Regions from separate parts of the Mus musculus genome. Here region 2 is linked to region 1. A link is a contact called in public HiCAR-type data. All regions are on one chromosome and are shown on one strand. Each heading gives the region's core, a stretch centred on a gene start, on an enhancer-like site or on the middle of the called end of the contact. The rest is flanking DNA. Distances are from core to core; before and after follow the strand shown.

Region 1 (6,136 bases), core at 302-2,801:
ACACACAAATGCTTCTGCTTCTGCACACATATGGGGGAGTCGTTCAGGGGCCTATAGCTGGACAGCAGCACACAGCCCGTTCCTCCTGTCATCGTGGGCTCTATTGATAAGACATAATGGGGGAGCAAAGACAAAAAAGACGGTGAAGGCAATGGGGAGGAGATGGAGAAGGGGGTGCAGAAAGAGAAAGAGGAGGACAAAGAGGAAAGAGTGATGGAAGGAGATGCAGATGGGAAGAAGAGGGGATTGGAGGGAAAGGGGGCAAGGAAACAGTTGGGGAGGAGGGCAAGGAACCCATCAGCACATCCATGACCTCACATACTTATCTGACTTGTAAATCAGACTTTTCAAAACTACTGTCTTCATAGCTACGAAATAAGCATTATGTCATTTTAAACCGCAGTCACTATGCTGTGCAGATCAGTGATTCTTCCCAATTCACCGAATCTCTGCACCTTTTGACCAAGATCTTCCATACCTGGGGTGGCTGCCTTTCTGTCCTCTGTTCTACTGAACTCAAGCCTTTTAGATTCTGCACACAAGTGAGCACAAGCGGTACCTGTCCTTTCTTGTCTTTCTGACATTCTCTATGTTTAATGTTACCAGTGCCAGGATTATGATCCTTTTGTGGGTGCATAGTCTCTCCGCCATTCTGAGTATGAACCATCTTTTAGTGGACTCTTCAGTTGTTTCTTTAGCTTGCTGTTGTGAGACTGACTCTGGAACAGTTGTGGGAACATTGGTATGTGCTCCACATCCTGTTTCAATCTGGATGCATATATGCCCAGACATGGAGTTTTACAGGCTTAGAATCGGGCCATGTGTGTACATGCATTTGTGTAGATATCTGGGAAAGCGAGTATATGTATTTTTATGTATCCTATAATTGCAACATTGTAGCAAGCACTATTTTGTGTTCTTTGCTCTTCTGTCCCTTAAGAATATATTCTGAATATTTGTGTATGTTAAATCTTGAATTTGCTGCCCCTATGCCCAGGCATTGGTATTCAGTGACTCATTCCTCCTTACTAGGCGTTTGGGAATTTTGCATATTTTTCCATCTTAAGTAATTCTGCCAGGAATGTCTTTCCAGATCAACCTTTGTTTTTCACCTTGGAGTGAATTGGGTCAGAGGGCATTTATATTTTAAGCTATAACTGCATTTAGAGTGAGAGGCTTAAACTCAATAGGGAATTTCCAAGAGAAGCAAATCCAATTGTCTTTAATGGGTTGGAAACCTTCTGGGGGGTGGGGGACACCACAGGAGGTAGCTGGGTATATGGTACTTATCTACACATACATATTCAATGTGTGTGTGTGTGTCTGTGTGTCTGTGTACTTTGCAAATGTTTCTTTAGAAACTACCTGAGCAGCTACACTCCTCCCAGCCCCCTCCCTACATAGTCCTCCTCTGAGTGGTGGGACACACTAACTGGAGCAGCTCTTAGGCTCAGCCATGCAAAGCAATGGCAGCCCCCAGATGATCCAGTGGGACTGCTCAGCCCTCAAACAGCACACAGCTGACCACAGGCTACTGTCTCTGGATTTCTGGGATTTTGTCCAGGAGGCAATCAACTGTGAAAAAATGCCACAGCTCACGCCACTAGCTTCTAGGAAGAAAGACAAATACAAGGTAAATCTCTTCCTAAACAGAAAACAGTTTTGCTCCATAAAGTAGATGCAAAGTCACAGCTGTCGGGCATCTAGGGCGTCTAACAGCTGCCTTCTTGTTGATGCGTTTCAACCTGTTTTTACAGGATTTTAACACTTGGGTACCTGCTTCACTGTGTCCACCAGGACTAGAGAATTTTTTTTAAAGAGGTATTTCTCTTTCTTTCTTTCTTTCTTTCTTTCTTTCTTTCTTTCTTTCTTTCTTTCTTTCTTTCTTTCTTTCTTCCTTCCTTCCTTCCTCTCTCTCTCTCTCTCTCTCTCTCTCTCTCTCTCTCTCTCTTTTTCTTCCTTTCTTTCTCTCTCTCTCCCTGTCTCTTTCTTCCTTTTTTAAAAAATATTTATTTATTATATGTAAGCACACTGTAGCTGTTTTCAGACACACCAGAAGAGGGCACCGGATCCCATTACAGATGGTTGTGGAGATTTGAACTCAGGACCTCGGGAAGAGCAGTCAGTGCTTTTAACCACTAAGCCATCTCTCCAGCCCGAGAATAATTTTTGTATTGTGTAGAAAATTTCAAGGACTGTTTCAAAGCATAAAGGCTTTGAGGTTCAGATCCTCAGCACTGGATACTGGCTGGACAGCTGTGGTAACTAGCCTATGGTCCCAGAAGAAGACAGAGAAGACCACCCTGTCCCAACCAGAGCAAGCTGGGTAGCTTCAGACCTTGTCTGGATACTTAAGGTGGAGAGTAACTGAGAGAGATATTTGTTATTGTTAGGGTCATGGTGCAGGCAAATAATGAGGAAAAAAACCACTATCTTAATTAGGGTTTTACCACTGTGAACAGACGCCATGACCAAAGCAACTCTTATAAAGAACACTTAATTGGGACTGGCTTACAGGTTCAGAGGTTCAGTCCAGTATCATCAAGGCAGGAATATGGCAGCATCCAGGCAGACATGGTGCGGGAGGAGCTGAGAATTCTACATCATGTTCCAAAGACAAACAGAAGAAGACTGACTTCCAGGCAGCTAGGATGAGGGTCTTAAAGCCCATATCCACAGAGACACACCTATTCCAAGGAGACCACACCTACTCCAATAAGGCCACACTTCCAAATAATGCCACTCTCTGGGCCAAGCATATTCAAACCATGACAACCACTGAAGTCAGAAATAAACCAAAAGCAACTTTATTCATTTCAGGAAAACGCTTCTAACCTGTCAGGGTAGCCTCAGTCTCAGGCGCTGACACAACCACCTTGAAAGGTTGAGAGCAGCCTCCTCTTGAAGCATAAACCCACAAGCAGATGCTCAGGGGAGAGTAAAGAAGGAATTCGTAAGTTGGGGGTTAGTTCTGCAGCCCAGGGTGTGGCAGATAGCGGATGTTGGTGCAAGCTCAAGGCTATTCTTAGGCAGTGGTCTTAGTCTTTACAGGGCTCATGCCGGCCAGGTGGATTTACTGCAGCTGACAAGAACGCAGGACTTAAGGGCATGCAGTAAGATGGGGGCGACAGACCAATGCCTCAGATTGCTCTGAGCTCTTCATTATGAAATATAATGCAGCAGCAGGTTGGGGTAACTGGCAGGCCCTTGTCAAGGTGTCTCCCTGAGAAATCACACCATGAGACAGATCTGATATAAGGAAGGTTCATTTAGGGGAAGAGAGGGATGGGAGGACCTGAAGAAGGGGTAGAGGCAGACAGACTGGAGCAGAGCCATAAGGGCAGAGAAGAAGGGACAGAGAAGGACAGGATTGGGGAAAAAGAGGCCAGCCAGGAACATGTGGGGACAGAGAGAGAGGGGACTGGAGTGCTGAGCCGTCTTTTTATGTGCCAGGCCACCTGCACCTGGCAGGCAGCAGGTAATGGCAGCAGCTGATGAAGTAAGTCGCTGCTAGGTCCCTGGGAGGAGCCTAGTGGAATTGCCTGTAAGCTTACAACATCTGACATCAACCCCTACCCTCCACACACATATGCACACACGTGTACAAGCATATATACATGTAAAAACATATATACACACATGCCTGTACTCCACACAGACATAAAAAAAGACAAGCATATAAGTAAATAAATATCACATAGGAGCAGGGTACTTCCCTGGCTAGCATGGGCGTTGGAAGTGCTGCACAGAGAAGAACAAGATTCTAAAAAAGATGCTGTTGCTTCAACAAAGACTCATTGAACACTGGCAGCTTAGTCTTCCATGGCAACTGCACAGAGTTTGGAGTCACCTGGGAGACACACCTCTGAGTGTATCTGTGAGGATGTTTCCAAAGGAAGTCTATCGGAGAGAGGATACCACACCCTGACTCTGGGCAGCATTGTCCTATCAGCATGGCTTCTAGACCCTGGATAAAAAGCTCTCTGTGAGCAGAACACCAGCATCTACCTCTGCTTCCTGGCTACAGATGCAAAGTGACCAAGTGGCCAGCTGCCTTAGACGCTTGTCACAGGAAGAAATGATCATTATAGTCCAGTTTCAAGATGAGGCCTGCCCAGAGTCCATTAGAGAGTCACGGAGCAGCAGGAAGGTGAGGTGGTAGTGACCCTCTCTCCTCTAGCTGCCCGCTGGTGCCTTCCTGTCTCACAATTCTGAAGTTTGAGAGCTCTCAGCAGTAAGCTGCATGACTGCGTTTATGATAAGAGGAGGGAATAGTCTCAAGCCCCAAGGTTAGAATAAGGTTTTAAGTTCACAACCGGTAGAATGGGGAACTGGGCAAAGGAGGTTGGTAGAGTGTGTGAATGTTTGTATCAAATGCCCATGAAGTCAGAAAAGGAGTTCTCTTAGTTAGACCTGGAGTTGGAGATGCTTGTGAGCTACCATGTAGGTGCTGGGAATTGAGCTCAGGTCCTCTGCAAGAGTGACCCGTGCTCCCAACCACTGAGCCATTTCTCAAGCCCCAGCAACTCTCTTGAGAACCAGCCTTTGAGGAAAAGGGACAGAATTTTTCATTATCAGGGACTTTAAAAGCCACTGCTGCACACCAAATCCTCATTTCAGCCATCTTTGCCTTTTCTCTGTGCCAGCATCTCTTTCTGAAAATTGAGTCTCTTGAGTTTGTCACTGCAGAGTAAGGTTTGGTTCCCCATATCACCATCCCTCTCTGCCATAAATGGCTGGGTCCTCAAACCATAGGCTCATATGAACCCTTCCTTTCTTCCTTCCTCCCTCCCTCCCTCCCTCCCTCCCTCCCTCCCTTCCTTCCTTCCTTCCTTTGCTTTTTCTGGCATTTTGCTACAGTACCAAGAAAAGTGACTAATACTGACACAGAGACGAGAGATCCTGTGTCCGAGGATTGCCGTGGAGGAGGACAAGCCCAGTCCATGCACTGTGCTTGCTGCCCTGTACTTCAGACACTTTGCTGACAACAGAGCTCTGGCCTGCCTTGGCCCTGAATGTAAAGATCATGGCTGTCCATCTTTACAGTAAACGCTCACACAAGAACAGTGTAAGTCACTTTCTCTCCAGCATCCCAATACTGTCCCTATGTTCTCTCCACAGAGGACTCAGTCTACCCTTGCACTACAGCCCTGGCTTTTGTCCTTCTATCTGAAGCAATAGCCTACACCCCTTCTGCTGGGTACACCATGCATTTAGTCCTCTGGGCCTGCAACACTTCCTATGGTACTACACCTTGCCAGGGTCTCCCAAGTAGACAGTTATAGTCTCTTACATGCTCCCATGGTGCTGATCACACATGTCTCTGTCATGCAGTTACTGTGACAGCATATGTAGAAGCCTTATATTCATATTATACATATTCAGAGTATCTCCAGCTAATTGAGATGGACTTCAAGCCCATATGCCTTAAATAATTCTGCCTGAATGAATTAGTTGGTCAATAACATTGAATTGGATGTATGCACACTGTACACACACACACACACACACACACACACACACACACACACACACACACACAGGACGCTCCCTCAATGTTTTCCTGAGCCAGTCGTAGAAAATGAGCTCAGCGTGATTTTCCAGAAAGTGACTCTTGCCTGAACCCAGCTCTGTCGCAGCACAGTGGGATCAGTGTGAGCCACTTGATGCGGAATGGTAGCTTGTGTCACTGAAGCTAAGACCAATGATATCTAAGGAGCCAAAGACACAGCCCCAGGCTCATATTCCTGACTGTTGGCAGATGAAACCCAGGAAAACAGTGTCTCAAATCCCAAGACCACAGATTAGCCACCATGGCTGTTATCAAATGTCAACATACCATCTGGGTATGAATTTTATTCAAAACCCAACTGCTGAGCCTAGAACAGGCCGAGTACCTTCGAAATGCCCAGTGTCCCTCTCTTCTGTCTCTTTCCCTACTCCTGAGGTCCCATGGACAGTGCTGATGAACACTGAGCCCAGGATCCCACCTCTACACCACTTCCTACAGGACATCCACCCACATCTCGCAGTCAGAGACTTTTGTCAAACCAATACAGAGACTTTCTTTGACATGGCCACTATCTCATGGCTCAGGTGTGAATCCTGCTGGCCACCCTGCATGTTCAGGTATATG
Region 2 (6,766 bases), core at 3,855-6,354, 280 kb after region 1:
GGTTCCTCTGTTTTCTTCTCCCCATCAATCTTGGGCATTGCCTCCCGAGCAGTGAAATTTTAATAGCTGTCCAAACGTCAAACACTCACTGCTAGCTAACCCCAACCTCGTTTGCCTGCTTGTTTCCTCATGATTCATGACGGAGGGTTAGTCAGGTTTTCTATAGACCTGGCTGCAGCCAGCAGGTCACAGCTAGGCCAGTGCCCTCTTCTTGTAAACTGCCTTAGCATCACCAGTACCTCTGCTTTGGCACCTATAGCTAGAGTAAGTAGGAAGTTGAAGGTTTGAGGTAGCCACTGTACATAGTGGAAGTCTCACTAGGGGCCAGAGGCTCCTCACCATGGCCACCAGACTCCTCCCCTGTACCTCAGGCCTGTGGCTGCCCATGCCTCTCTCTGCCTGTGGCCTTTTTCTCTGTGTTCTGCATGCAGCAGCTGTCCTCTTGCTGGGAGCTCCGGAAGCTGGTGTCGTCCTTGCCTGGAGCTCCTGACGATGAATTCTCTCAGATGTCCATTCCAATGTCCCTTCCAGCCCCTGATGGAGCAAGCTTGTGTTCCTGGGTCTTCATAGTGCTTGCTCAAGTCAAGATGGCTGTGTATTTGTTTCTCATTGCTGCCCTCCATTAGACCTGAACTCTATGGAGAAAAGGCACAGAGAAAATCCATGAAGAGGGAGGGAGGGAGAGAGAAAGGGAGGGAGTGACTGCGTGAGTAGTGGCTTCAGCTAAGAGACATCTGAGCCTTCTGTGTTCTTTTGGGTCCCACCGTGCTTCCTTTCTCTTCTGTAATTCACGCCCTGTGTGTAGCAAGAGCTATCAACTTAAATCACTCAAGGCCTCCATTGACCTTGACAATGGCTGCAATTTGTGGTGGGTGTTCCACAGTTGACTTTTCTGGGGCTGCCTGCTCTCTGGTACCTTGGCATATTTGATGGGAGGCACTGGTGGTTTTGATGACCATTGAAGTTCAAGACCCTCTGGGAAGCCTGTGTGTTATAATTCTAAGTCACGGGCTCTTTCCAGGGAACACTGTTGGGTACATATATAGCTAGTGTCACTTTGGAGTCAGCTGGCTGAGAGTGACAGGAGACGCTTTGAAAATTCTGAGAAGCCCCATCCCTGAAGTTACTGGCCCAGACCATGGCAGGGGTAGGAGACTTGGTTCTGTAGCCTGAAGTTTGGTATGGAGGTTTAGGGTTGTTTCCTGAAGGGGAAAACTGCAGAATGTTCTGGTCTTAAGGTGTTGAAATCCTGGTGCATCTTCTGTTGTACTGTGTGGGCCTTGGGAAAAGGGTTTTCTGAGTGTGTTTGGAAGCCAGTGGGAACACATGCTCATGTGTGTATATTCCGTGAATACACTGGGAAGAAAATAGTCTGACTGCAGGCGTGTGTGCACCTTGTAGATCTGAGTTACTGTCATCTTGCCAGCACAAGTTTGAAGTGGCCTGAGGCAAAAAGGGTCATAGGCAGGACTCCCAAAGAACTAACTCTTGAGGGACTGTGATGGGTTGTATCCAGTAATATGCTTTTTAGTTTAAGGCAATACACCAATACACTTAAAAATACATATTTAGTTTTTATTTTATATGTATGTATGTACATATGTCTCTGTGTATGTGTGTGTGTGTGCGTGCGTGTGTCTGTGTGTGTGTCTGTCTGTCTGTAAAACATGTACCCTTGAAGGCCAAAGGGGAAGGAACATCAGATCCATTGACACTGGAGTGACAGATATTTGTGAGCTACCTGATGTATGTGTTGAGACCTGAACTCTGGTCTTCATGACAGAGCAGCAAATGGTGTCGCCAACTAAGCTATCTCTCTAGTCCCAGGCAGCATGCCTTTGGTGTAAAACAATGTTTTCTATTTTAAGGACACCATCTTGAGTAGGCCCTGTGGTCTCTGTTGGTTTTTTTTTGGGGGGGGGGTGGGAAGGAGAAAATGTTGGCTGGAAATTAGAGGAAAAGAAATTTAAGTAGACGAACCCATGGTGATCTCATTAAACCCTCCCCCACCCTCTCCCCAACCTGATCCTGGAGCTACTGCTAAGGACAAGTCTCCAGTAGTCCATTGAATCACAGTATGGGGACATACAGAAAAAGGGCTACAGTGGGCCCTTTGCAGGAATGTGTCTGACAAGGAAGGGGTGAGACTGTAAGGCGCAAATCAAGAAGGCAGTTGTCTCCAGCAGGGAAGATGACCGAGCTGCCCAGGATACCAAGGAGGGTGGCTATCAAGAGAACAGAAGTGGCAAGGAGACTCAGGATGGATCATGAAGGAAAACCCACCTTATTCTGCAGACCAAGAGGTCACAGAGACTAAGCTGCTGGCTGTATAGTTAACTGGGTGAAGACGTAGGTCCATCTTGTATCATGCAGGAGAGCTTTTCCATTCAGACGAGAACATCTCAGGAGCAAACACACTAACACGAGCCCAAGTACTAGTTTACCTATTTTCCTAAGAGCTTGTAGAACAAGTTAGCATCCACATATCCTGTGCCCAACTGTTACTGTACATAATATCTTACAGAGACACAGCGTGTCCCTTGACCTCCCAGCTGTCTGCAGTTTAACTTGTGATGAATTTTAAAGTCACCTTACCACAACCTAAAATTGCTTGCAAAAAGAGTTTCAATTGAAGAATTATTTAGGTCAGGTTGTTCTGTGGTCATGTCTATGGGGAATTGTCTTGATTGATGATTGATGTATGAAGACCAAGCCCACTGTGGGCAGTGCCATTCCCTGGGCATGGGGCCCTGAAACTGTATAAAACTGAAAGCAAGAAGCAGACAGGATGGGTGTATTTGTTTCTCTCTGCTCTTGACTGTGAGTATGATATGACTGACCAGATGAATTCCTGCCTTGACTGCCCCTCAGTGATGAACTATAACCTGAAATTGTAAGTCAGATAACCCCTTCCTCCCATGTTGCTTTAAGATGTTTCTCACAGCAACAGAAATAAAACTAGAAGGGCTGCTGTCAGGCAACGTCTTTCTGCCCTGTGGAATGCTGGGACAGAAACCATGTGGCCTACAAGCCACAATTTCAATCTGCCCCTTCGCTCATATTAGCAAAATTCTATCTGAAATGAGTATTGTGTTTTATTTCCTTTGGTATTTTCCAGCATGCCTTTGTATACTTGAGTGAGCCGTGGGATGGGTAGGATTCCCCAGAGCTGGAATCCTGAGGCACACTTCCCATTGCTAGTACTTAACGTGTATCCAAAGCTCACCCGTTTGGAGAATGCACTCAAACACACTGGGTGGTATGAGCAGCTGGTAACAGGCAGAGCCAGTGCTGGGCTCAGAAAAAGTGGAGTGAGAAGAGCCCAGTCGAGTGCAGGAGAGGTGAGACGCCCTCATTGCTGACTTCAAAAGCACTAGCCTAGTCACTAACGGCTACTCCCAGAAATGGAGCCTTAGCTACCCTGGACCTGGCCCTGTGCTCTCCTAACCAATGGCCTACATTTCTCAGGACCTTTGTATTCTGTGCCCAGAGCCCCAGGGGAGAGAGCGGGTTTACTGGCTCCTGCCAAGAGTTGACTTGAATCGAAGCAGGTGATTTTGACGCACTCTGTCACCTAGGACATAAGGCCACCTCCAGAGCCAGGCACCCAAGTGCATAGACACCACGGCTTGTTTGATGTGATTAAGTGATTTATTGTCAAGCCCTCTTCATTTGCATCCTCTCCCAGGATGACACATAGAGCTGAGGTGACCTTTCCTGCCCCAGTCTATCCCTAAACTCACAGCCCTTCAAACAAAGCTTAATTCTAACTCTTGACCACTGACACATCACACATCCACTCCGAGACACATGGCTATACACATGATCATACTTTTTTTTTCTGGAATATAAACACATATTTAGTTTTATTAAAAATGATCTCTTTTCAGATACCAAAATCCAAGCGATGATCACTTTCAGAAATACATAAGTAGTTGACATAAGGTTAACCCTTTCACCCTGTCATCAGGATGGGTCAGCTCTCGATGTGCCATTGTCATGGAGAGAACCTCAAAAAACTGAGTCCTGCTTCTGCCTCTGGTCTCTCTCTCTCTCTTTCTGAGGGGCTCTGGACTTAGCTGCTCAGTGTCTGCCAGTATGTCCTATTACCAGCACAGCAGATGTGCTTGGCCAGCCTGAGTCAGGCCTTCCCGTGACTGGGAGTACCTCTCACCTTCCCTCTACTGCCTCTGGAAAGAGTATCAGTCCAGCCCTGGCTCATAGGTGGGTGGCTCTTATAAGGGCATTAGCCATGGTGGCCTGCACCCTGTCGTCTTACATTTTTCATGTTATAATCCCAAAAGCCCTTAAGGCATCTGTACCCTCTTGCACACCTGTGGTGCCAGGCAGGGGCCTTAGAACTCTTAGGATAAAGAGCATCATCTACAGGTTGACCGTCCCCTGAAGCCAAGCCTACCCTGGCCTCATGCTGCATTTCATCTTCCCAGGCTTTGCTGAAAATGGACTGCCAGGGCCTGGTGGTGAGACTCATCCAGGACTTTGTGCTCCTGACCACAGCTGTCGAAGTGGCCCAGCGCTGGAGGGAACTGGCTGAGAAGCTAGCCAAGGTCTCCAAGCAACAGATGGATGCCTATGAGTCTCCTCACCGAGACAGGAATGGGGTAGTAGACAGTGAGGTGAGTGGGGCTCCAGCCCCTTGGTTACTTTCTTTGCCCTCAGTTCCCTAGGGCCCTTGGGGTCCAATAATAAACCAATCTGCTTCATAGCACTCTAGCAGGGTAGGCTGAGGTGAAGTGAGGTTGCCCAATACAAAGTATACCCTGGCTAGGTGGGAGGCATCAGCCTGTTGTTCAGATCCTGTCTTCAAAACCTGGCATAGAGGGGTCAGGGCTGCTGTGCCACAATCTGGGCAGAGCACCGTCCTCCCTTGCTAATTTTACTTTTAAATTACCTCCTGCAACATCAATGAGTATATTAACAGAGCCGGGGGGGGGGTCCCACTATATTGGCTGAATTCCTGCTATGTTACCTAACTTCAACAAAGGTTGGGTGTGCTGGAGTCCTGCCCAGACACTGCCTGTTTGTGGAGGTGACCCTGGAAAGCTGATTCAGTCTCACGAGGCAGGGAAGCAGGAAGTCCCAAGAGGGAGGGTGCGTTCTCTATGCATGGGCAGTTTCTGATACACGGCACGGGTGAAAGTGGGTGCTGTAAGGCAGGAGAGATCCATCTCATGACTCGGACACAGGAGGACCCCACCCTTTCCCTAGTGTAGGCTAGGTTGCACTAAGGGCTCCACCTGCTGCTGTGAGTGTCACAGGAGTGACTGACTGAGGGACCTCACCATCCTGACCTTTCTCTTTCTTTCTTTCTTTTTTTTTTTTTTTTTAATGTTTCTGTTCACTGCATCACCCAGGCCATGTGGAAACCTGCCTATGACTTCTTACTCACCTGGAGCCACCAGATTGGGGACAGCTACCGAGATGTCATCCAGGAGTTGCACATAGGCCTGGACAAGATGAAGAACCCCATCACCAGGCGCTGGAAGCACCTCACAGGGACACTGATCCTGGTGAACTCACTGGACATCCTGAGGGCAGCTGCCTTCAGTCCCGCGGACCATGATGACTTTGTGATCTGAGTGGGATCCCTGCCCTACTGCTCACTGGAGTTGGGACTCTGCCCACCAGACCTGGGACTCCACCCACCAGAGCTTGGGACTCCACCCACCAGAGCTGGGACTTGGCCCATCATCTCTCCACAGTGGGCTGTGCCATCACCGGGTGGTGCAGGGAGGGATGGCTGCTCAGGTCGAGGCCTACCTGCCAGCCACGCCCAGGAGGGACTGAGGACTTTTGACTTTCTTCCCCTCCCCTCTATCCAGGGGCAGGTCCCAGGGGCTTTCTACTTCCAGTTGCCAATTGTGTTGCTTTCTATTTGTTGAAAATGTACGTTTAAATTTAAAATCACTTTTTTAAACAGAAGACTTAGAAAGGACGTAAGAAAGGTGGTATCTAATTTTTTAATGGACTGTAAAGGTTATTTAAAAATTTTTTCACCTTAGTAAAGGCAAATGCTATTGAGGTTTTTATGTTCTTTAAAGGCCTTTTCAAATTATGTTCCAGGGGTATGTAGATATTGTAAGGCCACAGGTGTTTCTGAGTCCCAGACATACTTGTATTTTGACACGCAGAGTGGGAAAGGAGTTGGCTCTGTGCAGACATTTTCCACTTGTCGCCTGTGGGAAGACGAGCCCGTGGGCCTGGTGACTTGTACGTGGCCTTGAGGCTGCCCATCCCTCCTTCCTTCTACCTTGCTGTCCTCAGTGGCCATCCACATAACATGTTGGTCTGTGTGCTTCAGTGAGCTGCAAAGTCCCCACATGGTAGCTCAGTACCATTGAGATTCTTCCAACAAATAAGGAATCAGCTGGAGTTAGGGGGCCGGGGGGAGGGGTCCCTGTCACCTGTCTATTTGGTTATTTGCAGTAACCATTCTGAAGAACAATGCCCCCTGAGAACAAGGTGGTCCCTGCCACTCTGGGTCATTGAATGCTGGCTCCCTCAGGGCAGATCCACCTCTGCTATAGGTGGGAGGAACACCCTTGCACCCAGCCAGAACCTGGTGGCCCCTGGCTCTTCTTATGTCCACCATGGTCACCTGGTGACTTTTCAGGTGACATCATATGCTGGCGTGTAGAGGTGCCATCTGCCATTGCCAAACTCCGCACTTCATCTCCACGTTTAACCACCTCCTTCCTGGTGCGCCCACATCTCCTAAGGGGATAACATAGTTATCCAGCAGTGT

The links. HiCAR-type assays count read pairs that join an accessible place to other places.
Region 2: a contact with region 1 is called in a HiCAR-type map of kidney, with 6 times the contacts expected there. The contact joins two enhancer-like sites. A contact is called at or near these places in 1 of 15 datasets of contacts at CTCF or cohesin (the NIH/3T3 cell line), 1 of 484 Hi-C or Micro-C datasets (nephron progenitors), 1 of 115 datasets of contacts at active chromatin or transcription factors (kidney) and 1 of 9 other capture datasets (embryonic stem cells).

Annotation. Positions count from the first base shown.
Region 1 is chr1:88,868,525-88,874,660 of GRCm38.p6, forward strand. No RefSeq gene overlaps it. Among named protein-coding and RNA genes, the nearest start is that of Platr5, 120 kb to the left of the region's middle. Within about 2 kb of position 1,552, at least 24 of the 459 cell types and tissues checked have an H3K27ac peak or open chromatin away from gene starts, as enhancers often do. A contact at or near this core is called in kidney, where this site is marked.
Region 2 is chr1:89,147,752-89,154,517 of GRCm38.p6, forward strand. Sh3bp4 (SH3-domain binding protein 4) reads left to right here. Exons shown (of 6, transcript NM_133816.3): 5 at 4,449-4,637; 6 at 5,376-6,766. The coding sequence ends at 5,600. Among named protein-coding and RNA genes, the nearest start is that of Gm34331, 48 kb to the left of the region's middle. Within about 2 kb of position 5,105, at least 15 of the 459 cell types and tissues checked have an H3K27ac peak or open chromatin away from gene starts, as enhancers often do. A contact at or near this core is called in kidney, where this site is marked.